2 separate regions of the Mus musculus genome follow, and region 1 is linked to region 2. The links are chromatin contacts, called in public Hi-C maps. All regions are on one chromosome and are shown on one strand. Each heading gives the region's core, a stretch centred on a gene start, on an enhancer-like site or on the middle of the called end of the contact. The rest is flanking DNA. Distances are from core to core; before and after follow the strand shown. Region 1 has its middle 75 kb from the start of Il12b. Region 2 overlaps Gm12153 (a long non-coding RNA gene).

Region 1 (7,218 bases), core at 395-2,894, 240 kb after region 2:
TAAGCAGAGCCCCTGGTGATCTCCTCTCCACAAGAGTCAGGATCTCACCAGTGACTGCCGAAGAGATGTTGTTAAGCCCCAGTACTGTACTAGTCACCCAGAGGTCCATAACCACACTGACTACCCAGTGACTACCTGAGCAAGCACAGTATGTAGTATTGGCACACAAGTATGACCAAGTAAGGCCATCACTTAGAGAAGTTGTAGCTCAGCAAGAAAGTAGGCAAAGAAAAAAAAAATACTTGATCCCTGTGGGCAAATTGAAAATAAAAATGTGAGTTGGGTGATAGTCAACCTGGGGAGACTGGAAGCTACCTGAACCACCTCTTCAGGAAGCACAAGTCTTCTAAGAACATGGGCCCTGTCTGAAGCTCTGTCCTCTATCCTAGTCAGATGACTACCAATCGAGTCCAAGCATATTCTAGTTTAATTTCTGTGGCTGTGATTAAAGTATCCTGACCACAAGCAACTTGTGGGAGGCAGGGTTTCTTTCACTCATAATTCCAGGTTCTAGTTCATTGTTGCAAGAAAGTTAAAGTAAGGACCTGAAGCACCCTGGAGTAAAGAGATAGAAATGCCTGTGATGTAATGCACTTCCTCTACTCCTATGTAGTCAGGGCCAAAAACTAAGGAAAAAAAGTGGTACCACCCACTTTTCGCCTGGATCTTCCCACATTGATTAAAGCATCAACACACACACACAGACACACACACACACACAGACACACACACACACACACACACACACAGACACTGCCACAGGTCAATCTGATCTAGACAATGCCTCATTGAGACTCTCTTCCCAGATGATTCTAAGTTGCATCAGGTTGGCAATCAAAACTGATCATCACAAGGCCATATACAAACTCAGCAGAAAGTTCATGACCAATGACGACACTGCCACAAGCTAAGAAAGTGTGGACACATGGCATAAGTCCCCCATGATGGTTGTCTTAGGGTTTTACTGCTGTGAACAAACACCATGACCAAAGCAAGACATATAAATGACAACATTTCATTGGGGCTGGCTTACAGGTTCAGAGGTTTAGTCCATTACCACTAAGGTGGGAACATGGCAGCACCCAGGCAGGCATGGTACAGGAAGAACTGAGATTTCTACATCTTCATCTGAAGGCTGCTAGCAGAAGACAAGCTTCCAGGCAGCAAGGACAAGGGTATTAAAGCCCACACCCAGAATGACACACCTACTCCAATAAGGCCACGCCTCCAAATAGTGCCACTCCCTGGACCAAGCATATAAAAACTATCACAATGGCTTTCTCAGTCTTGTCCCCTGACATCCTTACCCCATCTTTCCTCCTGGACAAGCAGACCAGAGGTTAGTCTTTCTGTACTCTTTTATTGCGATCAATACCAGTCAGGCTGACCTAAGGGGGGTGGGGGGAAGACTTATTACAAGGATCCAGGATGTCTCTGAGGACCCAGCTGATCAGCTTGACTCTTTACCAGGCAGGTATAACAGTGATCCAAAGGGAACAAGACAGGCAGCTTTGCAGACTGGCTTCCAAAGTCTCCCCCTGTGCCAATCCTAGCTGAGAAGGAATGCAGCTGGATGCTAGCACATGTGGTAAAGAACACTCCAGGGTTTTCACTGCCAACTCAGGATGAGTCAACACCATGAGGTGACTGCCAGAAAAGCCAACGTAATCTTGTGCTCATAAAAGAGAAGTGAGGATACAGCCTGCAGCACTGAGCAACACCCACCAAGGACCACAGAATAGACAGGGACCAGGGAGGACCAGAAATCATGTCCTACCATGAGCACTGGGGTATACTCGGGTGTTCCTGTCTGGTATAGGTTTCAGAAATTGGAGAGAATATCATGGGCTATGGTTTAATGGATTGTAGTCTGGGGTCAGACTGTTTGTTTGAATTGAAACCCCAACATAGGCAGACATTAGGTCCTTGCCACGCATTAGTAATGGACTTCTATTTTACTGTCGCCATAACCTTCTGAAGCTATAACCACAGTCAGTCCATATCATACAGATGAGACAACTGAGGGATTGAGATCCTTGCCAAGGACTACACTGCCAACAGGTTGAAGAAAAGGCTTTGAATATAAGGAGAGTATACTTTTGTTTATTCCCCTACATAGTACCATGTAAACCTGAATCCTTTTTTTTTAGTGTGTCCCAATGCTGCATTAAAAATCACTCAACACAATAGGGTGGTCGCACATATGCACAACACAGCTGTTGTGACAGTATGCACAAAACCTATGCTAGCTCAAGCCAGATAAAATTCCAGCATGAAGATAGGAAATGGGAATGAAACTCAACCCCTAGCTGAGAGACTCTGGGTAATCAATACCTGCTAGGAGGCGGAGCATCAGTTTTCTTTAAGGTTATAGCCTTATAGGTCAGTCAACCCCAGTAGCCACACATCCAAGAGCATAAGAGTGATGCCATTTGGATTTGATATGTTAAAAATAAAATAAAATAAAATAAAATAAAATAAAAGACAAAGGTGGGCAAGTGGGGAAGGGGAGTGTAGATCTGGAAGGAGTAGCAGAGGGTAAATGTGATCAAAACATATTATACAAAATTCTCAAGGAAAAATCACCTGAAGATGTAAAGGCTTAACCCAGATTAAAGGTCTATGTGTTCGCAGACCTGAAATCTTGATAGGACATGCTTATCTTTGCTCTGTTCAAAATCATATGGGATGGTTTGAAGCTGAGGCTAGGGCTAGGTCTGAGGCTGGCAGACAAGATGGGAAGGAAGCTGTACTCTCCAGTTGCTGCCTAGGAAGGGAAGATGGGAAGGCCTAGCACAAGAAGAGCTGGCTCTCGTTGGATGTCACCCTTTGTGGGATCTCCTCATGAGCATGAGGGTTATGAAGCAAACAGACATCTCATATCCTATATCTTGGCTCCCTGAGGACATGTCCCCAGATTCTCAATCACTTGTGCTCAGAGGTCATGCCATGTCCCCTTTGTCACATTCTGTTGGCTGAGGCAGTTGCAAAGATGCTCTTAGGTTCACGAGTTGGGACTCTAAATCAAGTACTTACTGAAGGAGTGTCACCACCACAAAGGGGACCATGTGGGGTGGGACAAACACCAATACACTCATTTTGGGAGAGACTGTCTACAGCAAGCATTCTCAGAATTCCAAGGATGGTCTGAGTGACTTACAATATGCCTCATCCTCACCAAACTCACCCCAGAATTCTGTTCTAGAAGGCATCTCAACCCCATCCTACAGAACAGAGAAAAGAGATGAACATTCAGGCCCTTTCATCTTGTCACCTGTGACTGGAGGATCTAGGAGCCCCAGGAGTGTTTGACCATGAAGCCACCTCCATGCACCCACATACTAGATGGTGACCACAGAGGCAGCTGCATGCATGGTGATGGACTGTGGGAGTCCTGACATCTGCCCGTCAGGCTTCGCCTCAGCCTTGCAGCTCAGAAACCATCCAGCCTTGGGCAAAGCTTTATTTCTCTGTGCTTTGATATTTCTGGAGAAACCCAGGTGCTTGCCTGAAGAGATGAATCAAGACAACGCACGTAAGGTGCTTTGTGCATTGTCTGGGAGCCAGTGAGGATTCTATAAATGTCAGCTTGCTGTCTTTACGGAAGCAACACAACAAAGACGTTTTCAAAGACAAATCTGTAACCACAACCAACAGTACAAATCATACACTCTCAAGCCCAGTTACTGCTCTCTGTCCATTGATGTCGCGATACACGCCTGTGTCAGGACACGGCGACAGAACACTGCGGGGCTCTCGCTGGCTGGGACAATCACACCCCTCTTCTCTCCTCCTCAGATAAACAAGCATGTGGTGGTTCTGCCTCCAAGAGCTCTGCTGTCCTTCCCTGAAGGGGGCCTCAGGTGACTCAGCTAGAAGGACATTCAGTGACTCATCAGGCACCAAGGACTGATTAAACGCCCTCAGATCTTGGGAAGGGAATAAACACCCAAGATACCCAAAGTTCGTTACCATTTCCAGACCCCAGAGGCTCCTCAGACAGGAGACCATCGACTAAATAATCAACTGAGCTTCCTTCCATGAGAGCGGAGGTGTTAGTCATTTGGTACACACACATCCCAGTGTGTGTCAGTATGAAGCACTGTAAGTTCCCTAGCAAAGATGCAGCCTCGTGGCTAGTCTCCTTTCTCACTCAACCCAAGGCTCCCCAGATCGTCCAGAACAGGTAAGTTCCCATTCGTGTCCCTAACTCAGATTGCTTCCAACAGGGATGACCTGGCTATATTGTCCCACAGACCCATCAAACCATTATAGAGGCCCACCATGGACTTACCTTCGTACATCAGATCAGGAACTTTTTCCATGGAGCACCCACAGTCTCACGTGGGTCCTCTTCTGCCCTGCCCCAGCAGGTGATCATCAGAACACCTTGTGCTTTAACCTTCTGATATCTGCCTCAACCCAACAACCTCTAAATCCATCTCTCGGGCCACCCCTAGCTTTTACTTCCTGTCCTAGGAGCTCTGTGGAAGGGACCAGGAACCCTGCTGTTCTCCTGGGACTCTTTAGTGACTCAATGAGGGCTACCCTTACCACTGACTTAGCCACTACAGGCTGAGTTGCATCTCTCCAACTCTCACATGCCCCAACTTCGGCACCTCAGAACATAGCTGTATTTAGAAACAGACAATTTAAAGAGACAACTAGGTCAAAGCCAGGCCATTTAGATGAGTTATCATCCAAGAAAACTGGTACTCGTGAGAGAGAGAGAGAGAGAGAGAGAGAGAGAGAGAGAGAGAGAGAGAGAGAGAGAGAGAGAGAGAGAGATTTGGGCATAATTGCATGCAGAAGAGAAGACAGACACCTATAAGCAAAAAGAAAGATCTCAAAAGAAACTACCTGAATCATTATCTTGAACTTCTAGCTTTCAGAGTCATGAGTAAACACGTAGGTTCTTGTGACAGATTGAGCACACTAATAACGCACACCTCAGCTCCATCCCATGGATGTGAGCTCTAGTATACAAACTTCCTTCTTCTGAGAACCAGGTTTGCCTCAACTCTTCCCTAAGGGTTTAATATTCCCCCCAAACTCTTCATCCAGGCAGCTATTTTCTCCAGGAAGCCATCCTTGACCTTTGTCTTTTAGCATCCACGAGAATGTCTTCCATAGACTCACATAGTTGAGAATTTTGTTCCCAGATGGTGGCACGATTGGGGAAGGTCTAGATGGTGTACATCCCTGCTGAAGGAAGTATGTCACTGCAGATGAGTTTTGAGATTTAAAGCCTCACAGGACTTCAGTTTGCTCTCAGCTATGCGCTTATGTTTGAAGACATGAACTCTCAGCTTCCAGCTTCTGCTGTCCATGCCTGTCTTCTGCCTTGCCTCCCCACTATAACAGACTCTTTTCTCTCTAACTGTAGGCCAAAATGTGTAAATTCTTCTATAAGCTGCCTCAGACACAGCGTTTTATCATTGCAGCAGAAAAAATAGCTCCATCTCCAGCCATTTCCTCTCATAGCCTCATATTTCAACTACCTGTTGATTCAGGAGTGTCTGACAGTAGAGAATAGCAACCATGTCTGGCCCATCTAAACATGTGCCTTAAACATTGTCCCCTAGCTATAAGGTTTTCAATAAAACCCTCTATATGATGGAAGGATAATGGGTAAGCAAAAATCCTTAAACTTTCCAAAATGGGGGCTTTGGTGGGGCTGATGGTTGCTTTGGGGCTTTGTTTGGTTTTGGTTTTGTTCTGTTTTGCTTTGGTTTTTTTTTGTTTGTTTGTTTGTTTTGTTTTTTTGTTTTTTTGTTTTTTTTTGTTGTTGTTGTTTTTTTTTTGAGACAGGGTCTTCTGTATCTCAAGCTGATCTGGTTTCTCCCATTCCATTGGTAACCAGTCTCAACCCAGCTCAGTTTCCAAGACCAGATTGAATCCTGTATGTTAAAGATAGTATGTCCACACACTGTCTTGTGAAGATCTGCAACTCTCTACTTGGCCAAGGATGGTTTTGAACTTCTTCTGCCTCCAACATGCTGAGATCACAGGCAGGTGCCACCACGCTGATTTTATGAAGCACTGGGGATGGAACCCAAGGCTTCATAAGTTCTAGGCAAGTGCTCTACCAATTGGGCTACATTCCCCAACCCATTTAGTACTGCTTAAAGTCACCAAGTATCTTACAGGAATACAAAAAGTCAGTCTTGTTTAGTGGAATCTCAGTTTCCAAAGCAAAAGCATTCTCTGATTAAAAAAACTGCATTCAATCAACCACGATGTGGTCTTTGAAGCAAGGGATAGCTATGAGACATAAGTGAACTACTAATACAGATTTAGTTCAAGCACAGGACCACATATGACATATATCCCATGGTGAGGAATAGCCACACTGGGAAACTGAGTCCTAGAAGTCCTGGTATTCCTACGAGAGTCAAGACAATGCCTGTGCATCTCCACAAGAGATGGTGCGTGAGCCTTGCTTTCTGCAGGCAGACTCAGTGCTAGAACATATAATCAATATGATCATGCCTCTTGAATGTATGTGCCCACCTTCACTTCAGAAGGATGGACAGAGGTTCCTCGTGTGGAGCTTTGAAGAACCTCACTCTCGACACTCTGGCTCTGACCTTCCCCTGTGAGGTACTGATCTGGATAATATTTCTCCTGTATGAAGCAAACCTGATTCTGTGAATGAAGACCCATCTACTTCTAAGAAAAGCCACCTGATGTTAGTACCACCCAGACCTAGAAAGATGGCCCGTGTGCAGACAGATCCCTTCTGCCAGCCCTTCTGCCTGTTGCCTGGTTGCTTTCCTCATTATCTAGGAATTGTGTTAGACCTGTTTGTTCATTGGCCAGTTCCTTTCCACAATAGAATGAAGGGCCCAATGAAGGCAAAGGTTCTATTCATTTCATCTTATGCTGTCTCTGGTGTTCTCCACCAGAATAGATGCTCAATGTGCAAATGCTGACTAAGTAGATCATTGATTGATTGATTGATTGATTGATTGATTGATGTGCAGGTTCTCTTCTCTCCTCCACAGAGAAAAACAGGCCAGTCAATATTCTTATTATTAACTTGGTGATTACATTTTAAACCCATAAACAGGGGATGTTCTCGGATGCCTCTTATTCCTTACCTTCATCTACAAATGACTTCTATTCTACACTAGACCCAACCTCAGCACCTGGTCTGAGGTTAATGGATATCACTCCAGACTCTACAAGTATCTCTTCAAGGCCATGACAACTTTA
Region 2 (7,051 bases), core at 517-3,016:
GGATAGTGGGAAATCCTCTTCCGACTTGTTCTCAGGTCAGGAAGTTGATTTGGGGAAGAATTCCACACAGGGCAGAAGCGCGAGATCCTCTGGCTCCTTGGGAGGCTTAGCTCTCCTTTCATAAGGGTGTGATGAAAGCCTCCAGGAAATACCCAGGAAGGAAAGACAAGGGAAGGGACAGCCCCCTTGCACAGAATGAATGTAGGGGACATCTGTGGAAATGTCTAGAGCTTGGGGTGAGTGTGCACCACCCTGTTTGCTGGCCCATTTTTCAATGACTAACAGCTTTCCTATCAGGGCACTTAATGTGTTTTCTCAGGATGGACGATAGGGGTGGAGACTTAATGAGATCTGTGGGAACTTGGTTTTCATCTGAGAACTGCAACCATGATTTTTGCCAAATGCCCACAGAAAGATCCATCTTCATCCTCAGCCAAACCCATGTTAACAGAACTCAGATCCGACAGCACCAAGCAGTAGGAATGTGCTTTTCTGTCATTGTTCTGCCTGGCAAGGAACTTGCAGGATTTGGCTAAGAGTCTTGTGAGATATCTGGTGCCAAGGCATTAGTTGGCTCAAAATTGGTATCTAGGGCAGTTCTGTTCATTTCATTGGTCTTAGCTAAATGTCTATGCTAGCTGAGGATGGAATCTAAGGACAGAGGCGAGAGACAGGAGGGAGAGAGGAGGAGGAATGCACATATGGAGAGAAATAGGAGGGAGCAGAAGAGGACAAGAAGAAAGGAAGAGAGAAAAGAGAAGGGAAGGGGTGAAAGTAAAAGAAATCGATACCCAAAGGCTGACAGCCACACTGGGTTAAGAAAGAACATCAATAGAGTAAGTGGTTTACATGATTTCAAATGTTGTCTTTGCTACCTCCTGACTTTTAAGTTTCTTAATTCCTCCAAACCCAGATTTTCTCTTCTACAAAATAGAATAAACTGAATGCCTATCCCTAAATAGGATAATTTTATCAACCTCACCAAGACTCAGGGGACATCACTGAAAAAGAGGGTAGGAAGAGCATAAGGACTGGAGGGTGGGGAGGAGTGCCATGAAATGTTGGTTTCTGCATGTGACATGTCTGTTGTAACCATAAGCAAAAAACAACCACAGCCACCTGAACAAGACCACAGGACATGAAAGTGGGAAGAGGACAAGCCAGGAAGGAGGGGGTGTCTACAGGCATGTGATGTAGATAAGAGAGGATAACAGGGTTAATATGTTTGTAATACATTGTATATATGCATAAAATACTAAATTTTAAAATCATTAAAAAAGTAATAGAATAATAAAAGATAACCACTTTATATAGATAAAAGCCCAGTGCATATGACATAATGATACATCAGCAAACTATTAACTGGTATTTTAAAGTTTTATATAATGTATGCAAATATGTGTGTGTGTATGTGTGTGTGCACATGTGTGCATATATGTAAATGCCAAGTGTGTTCAGGTGCCCACATAGGACAGAGAGGACATTGAACTCTCTGGAGCTGGAGTTACAAAGTTGAAAGTTTTCAGCGCATACGAGTGCTGGAAAACTGAATTCAGATTATTTGTAAGAGCAGTCCTTGCTCTTAACCACTGAGCCATCTCTCTCCATCACAGATCTTTTATTATTAATGCTTTTCTTCCCACTGGATTAGATCATGAGGAATTTGATGTGGTCAGATGAGTCAGAAAGACCATCTCCATTAGCCTGATGAAAGGGGTCTGGAATTCCTACAGTGGATTTTATACAGCACACACTTCCTTCTCTATAACTTATCCTTCATTGAATGCAACAATCAGCCAAGAGTATCAGGTAACATTAATGCTGAGTGCCAGACCAGGGCATTACACATCATGCTTGGTGCTTGGTGCTTGGTTCTCCCATTCTCTCTTTCCTCCCCATCCTCCCTTGCTTCTCATCCCTCTTCTTCCTCCTCTCGCTCCTTCCCCTTGTTTTCCTGGTCACTGTAGCTCCTGTGGTGCACTCTCACTTGACCCTCAGACCATATATACCATCTGTCACTCATCTGTGCCATCTACCCATCTTCAACTAGGCATGGGCATGTGACTTGGGAACCACTTCCCTTTCCCAATCTTCACCACTACCTTTTCACTCCTGGCCCTGTATCTTCCCCATATAAAGTCTTCAGAGTCTTCTAGAACTTTCTGGTTATTCCAGAAAATCTCAGGACAACACTCCTTTCTCCTTTTTCTTCCCAGCATCAGATCTCACAAGTCTTTGTGTGCAGCTGTCAAATCTTCTAGAACTCACTAGTTAATAAAAATGGATTTTATGCAGACATTTTCTCTACTGAAGTTCTCTCCTTTCAGATGACTCTAGTTTGTTTCAAGTTGACATAAACTAATCAGGACACATTTTCTCCATTTATCCTCTCTGTCTTTGCTGTGAGGGAGTGGAAGAGTCACTTAGCCAATCCTGCAGGAAATTCCAATCTTCACCACTACCTTTTCACTCCTGGCCCTGTATCTTCCCCATATAAAGCCAATCCTGCAGGAAATTCCAATCTTCACCACTACCTTTTCACTCCTGGCCCTGTATCTTCCCCATATAAAGTCTTCAGAGTCTTCTAGAACTTTCTGGTTATTCCAGAAAATCTCAGGACAACACTCCTTTCTCCTTTTTCTTCCCAGCATCAGATCTCACAAGTCTCTGTGTGCAGCTGTCAAATCCTGCCTGGCTTGAAGGCTCTTGTCACCAACATAAAGGCAAGCAGAGTGGGAAGTGGCAAGAAACACTTTGCACTGCCCTCTCCAAGTACATTTTGCCTTAGTCAGGGTGGCTATTGCTGTGATGAAACACCATGACCAAAGTAGCTTGGGGAGGAAAGGGTCTAGTCTATTTGGCTTACACTTCCATATCACTGTTCATTACTGAAAGAAATTAGGACAGAAACTGAAACTCGCAGGAACCCAGAGGCAGGAGTTGAAGCAGAGGCCATGGAGGGGTACTGCTTACTGGCTTGCTTCCCATGACTTGCTCAGCCTTTTTTCTTACCCAGGTCCCCAGCTCAAGGATATGGCCACCCACAATGGGCATGGCCTTCACCCATCAATCACTAGTTAATAAAAATGGATTTTATGCAGACATTTTCTCTACTGAAGTTCTCTCCTTTCAGATGACTCTAGTTTGTTTCAAGTTGACATAAACTAATCAGGACATATTTTCTCCATTTATCCTCTCTGTCTTTGCTGTGAGGGAGTGGAAGAGTCACTTAGCCAATCCTGCAGGAAATTCCTGCATCCTGGTCCTCCATAGCTGTCTAGGAGCTGCCATTAAATTCTCTTGTTTAATATCATATTAGGAAACTTATTCCCTGGGGCACAGATCGGTGGTGACAGGACAACACTGTTGAGGGGAGAATGTTACAGAAAGGGCCTCTGATACTTTCACTGGTAAGATGTTCAGATTATGAAGTGAAAAATGGGTGGCTCAGTGGCTAAGAGTGCTTGCTGCTCTTCTAGAGGACTCAGGCTTGGTTTATAGCATCTACAGTGGGTGGCTCACAACTACTTGTGACTCCAGCCAGCTCCAGTAGAAATCTAATGCCCTCTTCTGGACTCCACAGCCCCCCCCCCCCCACACGGAGTTCACATTGAACACAGATTATGCTGTGACGCACTGGTCAGAATCAGTGTATATTTATGTAAGTCATTCTGAGTTGGGCTTTTCCATCCCAGTCTCTGGCTGGCCCCTGCTCTATACTCACCACTAGGAGGCAGTGTTCCCAGCTCTTCTGCCTTCAGGCAGTGTAGGGGTTAGTGGCTACATTTCTGTATGAAAAGACCTTGTTTGCTGAGATAGTAATCAAGATTTCTGAAGTGACTTCCATTTTCCAGCATTCCTTACCACATCCTTTGCAGTCTTATATTAAACTAGCAGGGGTGGGAGGACAAAACAACAGCTCCTTGGTTTACATTTTTTTTGTGATGGAAATCAGGATTACCAGCAAAGGCTGGACATGGGCTGAGCCTCTGAGAACCAGCAACCACTAGACTTTGGGACCTCTTAGACATGGATGGTCCAAGTAAGATGAATAAAATATAGGCTGCATTGCAAAGACCGACATGTCTCATATTAATTATGTGTTGAAATAACATCTGGATTGTATTAATGCCAATAAAGTCTATTATTGAAACAAACATTATCTATTTTTATATCTATTTATTTTTCAAGGAAATCTTTTGTCTATATATGTGTAAATGTGGAGATCAGAAGTCAATGTGTGGTCTTCCTCAATCTTGCTACCTAATTCATTTATTCATATAATATTTTCGTTAATTCTTTGAGAATCACACACATGTATACAATGCATTCTGATCATGTTCACCCACCCCTTTTCCCCTAACTGCTCCCAGATCCAACCTTACCTCACAACTTCATGGCTTCCCCACCTATTTATAGCCCACTGATTGCACCTTTCTCTATTTTTGAATTAAAGAAAAATTTGAGTGTATGAGTGTTTTGCCTGCATGTACATATATGTACCATGTTCTTGCCTGGTTCCCATGGAGGTCAGATGAAGGCATCAGATACTCTGGACACAGAGATATAGGTGGTTGTGAGCCACCATGTGAATGCTGGGAATAGATCCTGGGTCTTCTCCAAAAGCAACAAATGCTCTTAGCCATTAAGCCCCTCTATCTTATTTTTTAAGACAGGATTTCTCACTGAAACTGGAGCTCATGGATACAGCTAGACTACTTGGCCAGCAAGGTCCAGCCCTGGAATTCCAGGTGGTCATTGTAGTACTCAGCTTTATAGGCAGGAGCTAGGTCTCCAGGCTTATCCATTAAGCGCCTGAGCCATCTCCTTAGCCCCTTCAGAGACTTTGGAAAACTGTAGGTAAGGCATTGAAAGTTATGTGTAAGCCTGGTGCATATTGTGTTTTGTGTTTATTTCATAACTCTGTGTTTTCTCAGCAAATTGAATGGTGAACAGAACAGATTGTGGCCCATGTGGCAAAGCCAATCCGAGGTCTGCTTTTGTAAATAAAGCTCCATTACAGCACAACACACCCCTTCCTTTGTCCACTGCCTGTGAATGCTTTAATGACAGAGTAATCACAGAAGAGGCTATCAGGGTTTCAAAGTCTGACCTGTATTATCTAGAAAACAGGGAAACTTTGCAGGTCCTTAATAATTCAACACATATAATATATATATATAATATTTTTTCTAGAAAGGAAAGATGGAAAATGACTTTTCCAAGGGCCTGCTAGTATACCAAAACTAAGGCATGTCCCCTGTCCCTACTTTGCATAATACTATGCCTCAGTTTACCAAATGGAACTGAAGTGGAGGAAGGCCCAGGGTTCAGCCTCTGCCTTGCAGTGTGACATTGCCCTCCATCCCAGGCCACAGAAAGGCAGAGACGGGAGCGGGTAGGGGAGGCTAGAATCTACCGTGATGAGGTTCTTACAGCAATCCCCTGCTTTGCTGTTTCCTTATACATTATCTCAGAACTAAGTCTTAATTTAATGTTATCACACTGTCTCTTAAAAGCAGACACAAAATGAACATTGCAGAATCTTTTTCAAAGTTCTTTTCAGAGTTATTGGTTATCATGTTGCTCAGTGATCTTTAATAAGGATAAGCCACAACACGATGCATTTTCTCCCAGGCTTCAGTGCAGGAGAAATGCTGTTCGTTCAGATGGATTTGCACCAGATTTGCAATGATGTGATAACTGTATGGCCAAACACTTCTCTGACTTAGTGTTGGCCTGGAAGAGAAGTGGAGAATAATTCATGCTTAAATTCAACCACCAGCTCATCATGCGTTAGTCAAGATTTCTATTACTGTAATGAAATACTTGAGACGATTGACATACATAAAAAAAAGGTTCACGTGGCTCATGGTTTTGAGGTTTCCAATCTAGAGTACAGGGGCATCCCCCCAATAACTTAAGGACCTCCCACAAAGCCCCACCTTCTAAAGGTTCACATACCTCTAAACATGCGTTGCTAGGGACCACCCCCCTGACACATGGGCCCCCTCTGTCAACCCCACTTACTCATGGAAGTTTGTTTACATCAGCATTAAGAGCTCCCAACTTTCACACTTCCTATGCTCTTCTTCTCTTATGCCTTCTTTGGCCAAGTGTTTTATGGGTCAGCTATACAAGCTATACAAGACGCAAAGAAATAGTCACAATTGTTAACATGTTAGTGTAAAGCAGACACATCTTTCCTTTTCTGTTTCCTCGCAGTAGGACAATGTATGTCACTTGCTTAGTTGTAGAAACATTTGCCACCAGGGTGCGTGTTGCTGGCAAAGGAGCATGAAGCAGATGACTCACGTTGCCAGTGACGTCATTGAAGACGTTCTACACTTTCTCCTTGGTCTTTGCCGCAGGCTCCCATCTTATCCTGTGCTCCTTCGCCTGCCATCTTCTTCCTCATTATGGATTCTCCTTAACTGGAATACTCCTAAACACATGTGTATTTAAAGCAGATTAATCATTCAAATACCACGATTAGTTCAAGAATTGTGTCTTTTCGAGATGGAATGAGCTAATTAATTTTTTCTCTCTCAGGCAGCCTGGTCTTAGATGTGGGCTAATTAAGGAGCTGCACATCAAAAGAAGTGAAGTGTATCTTGTAAATAGGATTTTATTGAAAACAGATCAAAGGGAGGTACGCCAGCCCATTTCCCATGTCCTCTGATTTTGGTAAGCATCAGACAGACGGTGAGGGGAACTAAAAAGGAGAGTAGGCTCAACTCATCTAGAGGCAGAAGTTTACTTCTTGAGATGCTTAGGTGAGGTTTCTGATTTACCACAGGAGGACAGATATCTGGGTTTATCATCCAAGATACATCCAAATCTATAGGATATGAAAGAAGATCTCTGGACTTCATTATCCTGGCCTGGCTGGTTATGTGACTTTGGGTAAGTTACTTAACCTCTCTGAGCTCATGTCATAATGAATGAGTCTAGGCTGCCTCTCTACCCATGCCTCAGGAGACTTGGGACAATCATATAACATGATTAATATGATGAGGGTTTCAAAACATTCTAAAATAGCTACGAAATA

The links. Hi-C and Micro-C count contacts between places; a contact is called where the count stands out from the background.
Region 1: a contact with region 2 is called in a Hi-C map of the C2C12 cell line, with 4 times the contacts expected there. The contact joins two enhancer-like sites. A contact is called at or near these places in 4 of 15 datasets of contacts at CTCF or cohesin (the NIH/3T3 cell line, embryonic stem cells and pro-B cells), 96 of 484 Hi-C or Micro-C datasets (B cells, the BV-2 cell line, the Ba/F3 cell line and 46 more) and 2 of 115 datasets of contacts at active chromatin or transcription factors (the NIH/3T3 cell line and bone marrow-derived dendritic cells).

The regions. Positions count from the first base shown.
Region 1 is chr11:44,321,912-44,329,129 of GRCm38.p6, forward strand. No RefSeq gene overlaps it. Among named protein-coding and RNA genes, the nearest start is that of Il12b, 75 kb to the right of the region's middle. Within about 2 kb of position 1,645, at least 56 of the 459 cell types and tissues checked have an H3K27ac peak or open chromatin away from gene starts, as enhancers often do. A contact at or near this core is called in the C2C12 cell line, where this site is marked.
Region 2 is chr11:44,083,420-44,090,470 of GRCm38.p6, forward strand. All of the region lies in intron 5 of Gm12153 (a long non-coding RNA gene), which reads left to right. Among named protein-coding and RNA genes, the nearest start is that of Gm12153, 130 kb to the left of the region's middle. Within about 2 kb of position 1,767, at least 5 of the 459 cell types and tissues checked have an H3K27ac peak or open chromatin away from gene starts, as enhancers often do. A contact at or near this core is called in the C2C12 cell line, where this site is marked.